Regions from separate parts of the Ovis aries genome. Here region 1 is linked to region 2. Evidence: chromatin contacts called from public Hi-C data. All regions are on one chromosome and are shown on one strand. The core of a region is the stretch at or near the end of the contact, and the rest is flanking DNA. Distances in the headings are between cores, read along the strand shown. Region 1 has its middle 27 kb from the start of DDIT4. Region 2 overlaps LOC105604982 (a long non-coding RNA gene).

Region 1 (4,723 bases), core at 1,966-4,465, 48 kb after region 2:
TTTCCTGGATTCTTCAGAGTCCCTCCAGAACACAAGGAGGGACAGGAGAGAGCTGGGTGGGTTGGTAACCACTGTGCAAGTGGGGCTCTAGAGCAGTTGGCTGATTTGGCAAAAACATAGACTATGTTTCAATCCAATCAGTACCTTCTGTTTTTCACTTCCTCCCAGGCCACTGTGGCCAAAAGAGCTAGAAGGCAGTAGGCACAGTGGTGGTTATTACCTTCATTCAAATCCCAGGGCTGCCAAAACCGAGGCTCAGTTAATCTTTTTAGTCTTTTTGAGGCTCAGTTTCCCAATTTGTAAAATGGGACTAATGATACCTCCCTGATAAAGTTATTGTAATTACTAAAAGAGATAAGCCTTGTAAAGCCCTTAGGATGGTCCTGGAACATAATAATTGCTCACTAAGCTGTGAGCTATTATAATTTCTCCACATATGTGCAATGATAGTATCAGAGCAGGAAGTAGTCTGCCTGTCTCTTTATTGCGCACATGATGAACTAGGTCACTCAGCTAAGCAGAAGCAGATATGGAACTAGGGTTTCCAACTTTCCCACAGTCTTGGGTTTTTCCCTAGCTAAAAATAAAAAAATGGTGGCCCAATAACGTGAATGTCTTTAATTCAGTGCATACTTTAAAAACGGTTAATATAGCAAATTTTATGGTATGTTCATTTTTCTACTGTGTTAGTTGATTAGGGCTGCCATAACAAATAATCGCAAACTAGGTGGCCTAAACAACAGAGATGTACTGTCTCACAGTTTTGGAGGCTAGAAATCTGAAATAAAGTTCTCAGTAATGCTGACACCCGAAGGCTCTGAAGAAGAATCTAGTCCCTGCTTCACTCCTAGCTTCTGATGGTTTGCAGGCAAGCTCTGGCATTCCTTGGCTTGGAGAAGCAGCCCTCCCGTCTCTGCTTTATCTTCACAAGTTGTTCTGTCTGTGTATATGTGGCTCTCTTCGTGTGCCCAAATTTCCCCTTTTTATAAGGGCACCAGTCAGATTGGATCGAATCCACCCTGTTGGGTGGATCTTAACTAAAGACATCTGCAATGATCCTATTCTTGAATAAGTTCACATTCTGAGGTACTGAGGATGAAGACTTCAACATAGGAGTTTTGTGGGGGACACAATTCAGCCCATAAAAACCACAGTGAAAAATTATGGCTACCCTGCACGCAGTATCAGACTGCAGGCAGGGGAAAAACACCTCTGGTGATGTTTCAGGGCCGTGCTCACAGCAAGTCTTCAAAATGTGTTTCCTGATTTGTGTTAAATCTGGTGCCAATAAGCTAAAAGGGCTGAAATCTCCCATTTTCCACAATGAGTCCTCCACTGGCCATGAACTAAAAGGATTTTTAACGACCAGTACTGTTTCCAGACAAGTACTTAATAAACTCTTTAAAAATAACTGGTTCTCTTTGGTTGGCTCAACTCTGCAATCCTGGATGCCATCTTGTTTCTACTATTTCTGTCCTCAGAGAAGAGGTAAAATTCAGCTAGAGCCGGCAGAATGACACACTGTCTTGTTTTGCACGTGGATAGCTTATTTTATTTAAATTTTTTCCCTTTAAGATTTTAGGGAGAAAGTCTTCACACAAATAGAAATCCTGCAAGAATGGCACAATAGACACCTACGTACCTTCCACTTAAATGCAATGATTGTTAACCTCTTGCAGGATTTGCTTTATCTGTAGCAAGCTTTTTTAGTGAACCACTTGAAAAGAAGTTGCTGGCATCATGATATTTTAGCCCCAAATATTTAGCCATGAATTTCCTAGGAATGAGGGCTTCCCTGGTAGCTCAGCTGGTATAGAATCTGCCTGCAGTGCAGGAGACACCAGTTTGATTCCTGGGTTGGGAAGATCTGGGGGAGAAGGGATAGGCTACCCACTCAAGTATTCCTGGGCTTCCCTGGTGGTTCAGACGGTAAAGAATCCACCTGCAATGTGGGTAGACCTGGGTTCAGTCCCTGGGTTGGGAGGATCCCCTGGAGAAGGGAATGGCTACCCGCTCCAGTATTCTTGCCTGGAGGATTCCATGGACAGAGGAGCCTGGCGGGCTACAGTCCATGGGGTCGCAAGCAGGACATGACTGAGTGATTTTGACTTTCCCTAGGAACAGACTGTTTTCCTATATAAGCACACTGAGAAAACCAATAGTTCCATAGTATCATCTCATATCCAGTCCATACTCAAATTTGACAAGGCTGATTTTTCAAAAATTCTGAATCTGATGAATTTCAAATCTGTGAAGTTTAGGGTCTTGACAGTATGACCAGTGTAATGGGAAATTTTGGAGCTCTTGAAAATTAACCTAGTATCTAGAACTCTTTGAACCATACCACACTGACGTTCCCTTTCTTCATTTCCTTTCTCTAGTGAGCCAGCTCTCTGAAAGCCCAAATGCATGCTTGGGGTGGGGTGCTCCTGGAATTCCTTTTATTCTAAGACTGAGATTAATTCTAAGACTTACTCTTAGGAGCACCTGAAGGAAGGCCTCCTGGCCTGGGGGCCTGCTACACTTGCCTGGGAGGCCCCTAGAGGGAGTTGCAAAGACTGGATTGGGGGTGCAGGGACACAGGCTCCACCAGACCTTGACTGAGGTGGAGACTCCCAGACTTAGCACCACCCTCTCCAAAGCTGGCCAGGTGCCAGCCCACCATGGTTGCCAGCGCTGCCATTGTCACAGCCTCTTTCTGGGGATTTCCAGACAGTGGCCTAGAGGATCATCCTGGCCTCCAGAAAGGTGACTGCAAATGAACAGTGAAAGAAGAAAAAGAGGAAAATTCAGCAATGAACTTCTCTGAGTTTGCAGGGGACAGTCCTCTTCCCCTTATCTGCAAATCCAGGGTTCAGGATTAAACCTTTGGTTTTATTTATTTATTTATTTTATTTTTTTAAACCTTTGGTTTTAAAAACTGTTTCATAACTAGGAACAGCATTAATCAGTAGAACTGTGCAAATAAAAAGGGGGCCAACAAAGATGGAGGGTGTGGGGAATAGCTGGTTTGTGATTCAGAACCGCCTCCCCCTCCAACCCCCAGGCTTGTTTGAGCTTGGCTGCAAGTTTCAGCCAATGTATTTCTGGATGGGACAGGAGCCAGGGGTCAGATAAAGTTCCAACATATTTTGCAGCAGGCCTGACACTTTGCCCAGTGCTCTGGGCCTGTGACAGCTGCCAGGATGGTGCGTTGGGAAAGTTAGGCCAGATGGAGCTGGTTTAAATGGGTCTGAGGGAACAGGCAGTTGACTAACCAGACGACTCAGCAACACCCAGCACAATAACAACACCATTGAACCAACATGACTTCCTGGGCCACCAGAGGTCCTGCACGCCATTCCTGGGATATCACTAGCAGCCACCATGCTAATCCCCCCACCCCACTCCCGGCATCCCATTCCCATCTTATTATCTTTAGTAAAACAAGTAAACGCTGAACACACCAAGCACCTGACATGCATTATCTAACTTAATCCTAACAACAGCTCAGTGAAATAGGTATTGTTATTACCCCCAGACAGACAGGTAGACAATTTGTTTTTGTGTAAGACAGCTTACACAAATAGTAACAGATGCACCTGCAGGTATGAGGCCCATTTTAAACACTTCCCAGGCGTTGCCTAATTTAGTGGGGAAACCGAGGCACAGGAGGCAACGCCATTTGTCCCGGGTCACAGGGTTGGTAGGTGTGAACAGGAAACCACTGGGAACTAGGGGAGTCCAGAGGGAGGGCCCACGCCTGCACCACCCCGTGACTGTCCAGATGGGAAACCTTTTCTAAGACAGGCAAGGGGAAGAGAGACTGGGTTGAGATCCGAAACAAAGTGGAGGCGAAGGTCTGCGCTCTTTTCCGTTTCCTGACAAGCATAATGAGCGGCACCCGTGGGAATAGAAACGCAGACATCTGACCCTGAGCCCTTGGCCGCTCTTCCTTCCTCTCCCCTGGCCCCGTTGGTCTGGACTGTGCGGTCTCAGGCCTCACGGGACAGTCACTGTGGGACAGAGGCAAGCGGGCAGGCTGCAGGGGTCCTTCTGTTTTCACCGAGCTGCATCTCACCCCTCTCAGAGGCGCCCAGCGGACAGTGAGGGGCTGCCCTGTGCACCTCCCACAGCCGAAGCTGACTGTCTCAAATCTGCAGTTGAGCCGGCTGGGTCCAGACCTGCACGGAGGCCAGGCTTCCCGTCACATTGTGGAACTCTTCTGATAGCCCAAGGCCGCCTGCAGCAATGTCACCTGGCGGGTAGAGATAGTCTGCTCTTTGTCCTCAGCAGCTCTGCTTTCACCTGCACGTGGACAAACTCACGCACCCAGGGGAGCTGCTGTCCCCTGTCCCAGCTGCCTGCATGCACTCAATGGCCTCTGGATGGACTCCGAGGAAGGAACACCAAGGCCTTGCTTTGGAGCACCTGCCTACACACTCCAAGGCAGCTCCTCCAACACAAAGGCACCATCAGAAGGGTTCTCAGAGGAGGTGATGTCTAAGCAAAGTACTACATAGAAAATAAACCGTGACAATGTCTGTATCCTGCTCCTCAGGGGTACTTCGGTTGGTGTATGCTGTTGACTTTCTTATGTTTACAGACATATCTGTGCCTTTATATACATGCTCCTGACATTTTAAAAATGTCATGCTCTGACATTTTTAATTAGAAAGGAACCAACTTCCTTTCTTTACTTCTCGAGACACCAGGAACATTTTTCCATGTGGGTTTATATCCA
Region 2 (5,142 bases), core at 2,511-5,010:
AACCAGTCCAAGGACATGGTGCCCTTTCAGGCAAACCCAAGAGATAACACACTTGAGGGAGAAGGCAGTTATGCTTCTCCCTCTCGTTTTGTCAGAGCACCTAACCTTGCCTAAAATATCTCGCCTGGCCTCCTTGTAATTGCCCAAAGTTCCAAGCAAGACAAATCCTCTCCGCAAAAGAGGTCCGGGGTTTAACTAACAGACACTTGGGGAAGTTTGGGGTTGCAGGCAGAAGACAAATGATGCTTGATCTCTGGTTTCCCAGAGCTGAGTTGGGATCGAAATGGCACCAAGAGTGAAGAATGGAAGGAGGAGGCTGGAACGGGACCCTGTGCTACTAGCCTGCCTTCTTTCTTTGCATCTGGTCAAAGAGGAAGTCTCAGAATTTAGAGCTGAATGGAAGAAATCTTAGAGACCATCTAGTTCATCCGCCTGGTTAACAGGCCCTTATCTGTCTCATTCATTGCTGAATGTGTATTCAGTAGCTAGAACACTAGCTGGCACATGGTAGGTATGCTGCAGGCATTTACTGAGTGAATGGAAGTATGAATTTGTTGTATGTTTCTGTCTACCCTCATGTGGAAGCTGGGCTAGCTATGGTGCAGCATCCATACTGGAGAAATGCCTAAGGTAATTAATTGACAAGACAATAAGCCAGAGCCCAGCCCAGAGCTCTCTATAATGCTGTACTGACAAGTGGAAGCTGTGTCCAAAACAGCCATGGGAGGAGCCTGGGCAAATGATGCTGGTGGCTCCCTGCCTTCCTCATAGGCTCCTGCACACAGGCCCGATGGTGGTTCCACACATCAGCTCCACAAGCTGCCCTCCACCTCTCCAGATACTCTGATTTCTCCAGTCTGTCCAGTCTTCCTGCTGCTGCTGCTGCTGCTGCTAAGTCGCTTCAGTTGTGTCCAACTCTGTGCGACCCCATAGACTGCAGCCCACCAGGCTCCTCTGTCCCTGGGATTCTCCAGGCAAGAATACTGGAGTGGGTTGCCATTTCCTTCTCCACCAGTCTCCCTAGAGAAGCTGTTTCTCCAGAATCCACTTACTTCATTTTTATAATATAAGCTCTTTAGGGAAGGTAATGAAACCACATACAGTTTATTACCAGGAACAACAGCTGCTGCTGCTGCTAAGTCACTTCAGGCGTGTCCGACTGTGCGACCCCATAGACGGCAGCCCACCAGGCTCCTCTGTCCCTGGGATTCTCCAGGCAAGAATACTGGAGTGGGTTGCCATTTCCTACTCCAAAGAAACAACAGAGTGGATGTTTATTTCCAAATGTCTTTTATTCATTCTAAAGACATTTACTGAGCACTTACTCTGTGTCTAGCATGTGCTAGATGCTGAGGATATGCTGTCAACCAAGACAGTCATCAGCTTTGAGTTTATATAAATATATTAAAAGAGGTAAAAGAGTAATTTTCAGTCTAAAAACTGTATGATAACAGAAACCATGTAAAATCAGAGACAGCTAACCCAGCTGAGCAAGGGTTAGAAAAGAAGAAGGAAATGGCAACCCACTCCAGCTAAGACCTGGCGAACAGGTAGGTGGGGTGAGAAGGAAGGACTTTCTAGATGGAAGGTACAAAATATGCAAAGGCCCAAGAGTGAGGAAGGGCATTGTGCTTCTGTGGGGCTGTGGTTGCTTTGTTATGGATGATTTATAAAGGCAAGAGATGAGACAAAACTGGACCGGATGGGTTTTGATAAGGAATCTGAACTTCAACTAGAGGACAGTGGGGAACCCTTAAAGGGGTTGAAGTAGGGGAATGACAAGATCTGGTTTCACTTTAGAAATCTTAGCTGCAAGGAAGGAGAAGGCAATGGCAACCCACTCCAGTGTTCTTGCCTGGAGAATCCCAGGGATTGGGGAGCCTGGTGGGCTGCCGTCTATGGGGTTGCACAGAGTCGGGCAGGACTGAAGCGACTTAGCAGCAGCAGCAGCTGCTGCAAGGAACAGTGCAAATTAGCAGTGATAAGACCCAGATCCTTTTGGGAGCTGTCATGGAAATCCAGGGGACACCTAACTGAAACCTTAAAAATGTGGAGACAAGAGGATAGATTTTAACTGAGAGTTAAGGAATAGCCTCTGTGGGACCTGGTGACTCGTCAGACTTGGAGAATTCAAGTAGGACACCTGGGTTTCGTGTCTAAATAGCTGATGGACGGGATTCTATTCACTGAGACAGGGATACAGGGAGAGATATGGATTCAAGGAGATATCTGGCAGGTGACTTTCTGTCTATAGCTCAGGAGAGTGATCTAGGCTAGAGTTAGATTTGGGACTCTCCAGACTAGAGATATGCAGCCAAAGGTAGGCACGAATGGCACTGCCCAGGCAGAAAACCCACAGTGAGAAGAGAATTGGAACCTTCTCAGAGGAGGAGGAGCCCAGGAAAGCAACTGGCAGGAAGTCACCAGAAATAACTGAAAAATGAGGAATATGGCATCAAGGCAACCAGGAAAGGACATTTTAAGAAGGGGGCTGCTGCAAACATCAGTATCTGGGGTAGCCAAGCAGTTAAGTGACAGGGGTGAAGAAGGCCTTTGGACTTTACCAAGGAGCTTGTTGGTGACCTTGTCTCAAGAGCAGCCACCTAAGTGGTACAGTGGAGGCAGAGCCAGTCTGCTGTGGCTGGGAGAGTGAGTGGAAGGCGAAAATGTGAGGCCAAATCTAGGCAACACTTTTAAGAAGTTAAGTGGTAAGGGGAAGCAAAAATGAAGGTCAGGGAGGGTGACAGTTACAGGAAGAAACACAGTGAAGACATTTGTTTTTGGGAGAGGCCAGAAAGAAGGCATAATTGAGGGTGTGAGGTCCCTTGCAAGTGGGAGGGATGGGGTCCAGAGCCCAGGTGGAGCGATTATTAGAAAGGAAGGAGGGTGAAAGGGTAGTGCTGATGTGGGTAAATGCAGGTGAGGTGGCAGGAAGTTGAGGGAGTTCCTATCAGAAGTCTCCTATTTTCTCTGTGATGCAGGAGGCAAGTTGGTCTGTGGCCTGTGGCAGGAGGAGGCGGGAACAGTGGGATTGGGAATGGTCCCTGTGAAGAATGGGAAGGAGTTGACCAGGGTCAGACTGCCAAGCACATTCAGGGGCCATTTGCAGTTCAAGTCCCTAAATTTGCCATGGCACCAGTCATTGGAGAAGTATACCAGGAGCTCTTAGCAGCCTGGCAGTAGGAATAGAAAAAAAAAAAAAAATGCATAGTTGGTGGTTACACGGTAAGCACAAGAGGGAAAGCAGATGGTTGGTCTGAGGCTACTGAGGGAAAGGAGTGAAAACAAGAAGAGGCTGCCAGAGAGAGATTAGAAGGGTCAGACATTTCTCAAAGGCCTACTATTGTCTCTGGTAATATGTAAGGCAACAGAAATACAAAGAAGGGGCAATCGTTCCCAAACCTAGCTGGGCCTCAGAATTAAGCTTAATAAAAGTACAGACGCGCTAGCATGATTCCTGGGAGCCAGCAGGTCTATAATTGGGGGTTTCATGTAACTCTCCTGCAGCCTGTTGACAAAACACGTGGACCAGTGAAAAAAGCAGACAAGTAAGCAGAAACATGGAATCTATACAGCACCATAACTCCATGACTCTGGTCTATACGAGGTGCTGTGGAAGCCAAGAGGGCTTGGTGGTGGGAAGGAAGGGGAGATGACAAGGAAATCTTCCTAGGGAAGGTGAGCCTGGGCCTGAGCGGACTGGTCAGTCGGGGTTAGAGGGGAAGATGCCAGAGAAGCGTTCCAAGTACAGGGACTAGCACGCACATAGGCAGGGCTGCGTTCGTGGAACTCCGAAAGTCATCTGGTGTGGCTGGAGCTGAGCCTGTAAACTGAGGAGGGGTGTGCCCTCTCAGGAGAAGGAAGCAAGAACCAGACTGTTTTGAGCCATGCTCTACTTTCCATCAAGACAGCATTTCTCTGACAAGGCCAGGGTACACCTAAGAAAGAGACCAAGAATCCTGCCCTTCACAATGAATAACTCAGGATGCAGGCTCCTCAGGGCCTGGAAGGTTAAGCCCCTTAGGCTGGCATAAGGCATCGAAGTGATCTCTACCAGCCACTAGGCAATACTGTTCACAGTACTGCTGCTCTGGCTGAGAAACAAAGCATTGACAGATTTGTACTTATTTACTTACTTTTAGGGGAAGGCAGATGTTCCAAGCTCAGAATTACCGAAGGAACCTCCCTTCTGGGCTCTGAGCCAAACCAGGATAAGAGGCGGTCTGAAGGGATCAAATTTAAAGTATATGGACAATGCTGAGAGATGTTGTTCCCTCTGGACTGGTTTCTCCTCCTTCCTTGCCTGGCCCTGAAGGCCTGAAGTAAACTCCCACACCCTCTCTCCCTCTCCTTTTCTCAGAAATCTCCAGGCATATAAACCACACAAGCATGGGCATTTCATCTGTTTAGCAAACCTAAAGTTCATGCTTGGGGGTTGTTGGAGTCAGATTCTACCCACTTAACTTTCTGCACTCTCCAAAATACAGTAAGTCTGGAATATCCTATGAAGTCACGGTAACTTAGCTCTCCAACATATTGCCTAGAGGACAACCTAGGACCGTCTATCCTGGAACAGTGTCATTGCCCAGAGAAGACTCAAGGCTCATTCTGTGATACTGATTCAATGCTCAAGGCTAGAGTGCTTTTTGAAAGCACTCCTGATCATGAAAAGGAAAATCACAGTCTCCCAGCCTGCCTGAGATGGCAGCTGGAGGACCCAGGTGCTGTTGCCTCCAGAAACCTATAGACTTAGGAGCCAGGAAGAAAGCAAGACCTCATCCCCATGCCATCTCTCAGTACAGAGGAGAGTTCATTCTGAGAGCAGAGCTATAGAAGCAGCAGAAGCGGGGAGGGATACCCAAGGAGGAAGGCAGCATTGGGCTGTCTGGGAGCGCAAGCCCTGGCTGCACCCGTAGTTAAGCCTTACTCTGCTGCCAACCAGCGGGCGTCCTCATTGGGCAAATATGAAAGCAGAGGCTCAACCTCAAGACTTCTACACCTCTTCATGACCCCGGGGAATCATTGAATCTAAGAACAGAGGAACCATCATCCAGCCTGAGCTTTCGCAGTCTCTTTTGAGTCCTACTGGCTCTGTGGCCAAAATGAACTTTCCATGAAAAAAAAGAGTTCGGCTCCTAGAAG

The links. A called contact is a pair of places that touch in the nucleus more often than the background predicts.
Region 1: a Hi-C map of skin fibroblasts shows a contact between it and region 2, with 4 times the contacts expected there. The contact joins two enhancer-like sites. A contact is called at or near these places in 6 of 16 Hi-C or Micro-C datasets (blood, muscle, omental adipose tissue and 3 more).

The regions. Positions count from the first base shown.
Region 1 is chr25:27,584,861-27,589,583 of ARS-UI_Ramb_v3.0, forward strand. No RefSeq gene overlaps it. Among named protein-coding and RNA genes, the nearest start is that of DDIT4, 27 kb to the left of the region's middle. Within about 2 kb of position 3,216, at least 19 of the 54 cell types and tissues checked have an H3K27ac peak or open chromatin away from gene starts, as enhancers often do. A contact at or near this core is called in muscle, where this site is marked.
Region 2 is chr25:27,535,956-27,541,097 of ARS-UI_Ramb_v3.0, forward strand. All of the region lies in intron 1 of LOC105604982 (a long non-coding RNA gene), which reads right to left. Among named protein-coding and RNA genes, the nearest start is that of ASCC1, 15 kb to the left of the region's middle. Within about 2 kb of position 3,761, at least 19 of the 54 cell types and tissues checked have an H3K27ac peak or open chromatin away from gene starts, as enhancers often do. A contact at or near this core is called in muscle, where this site is marked.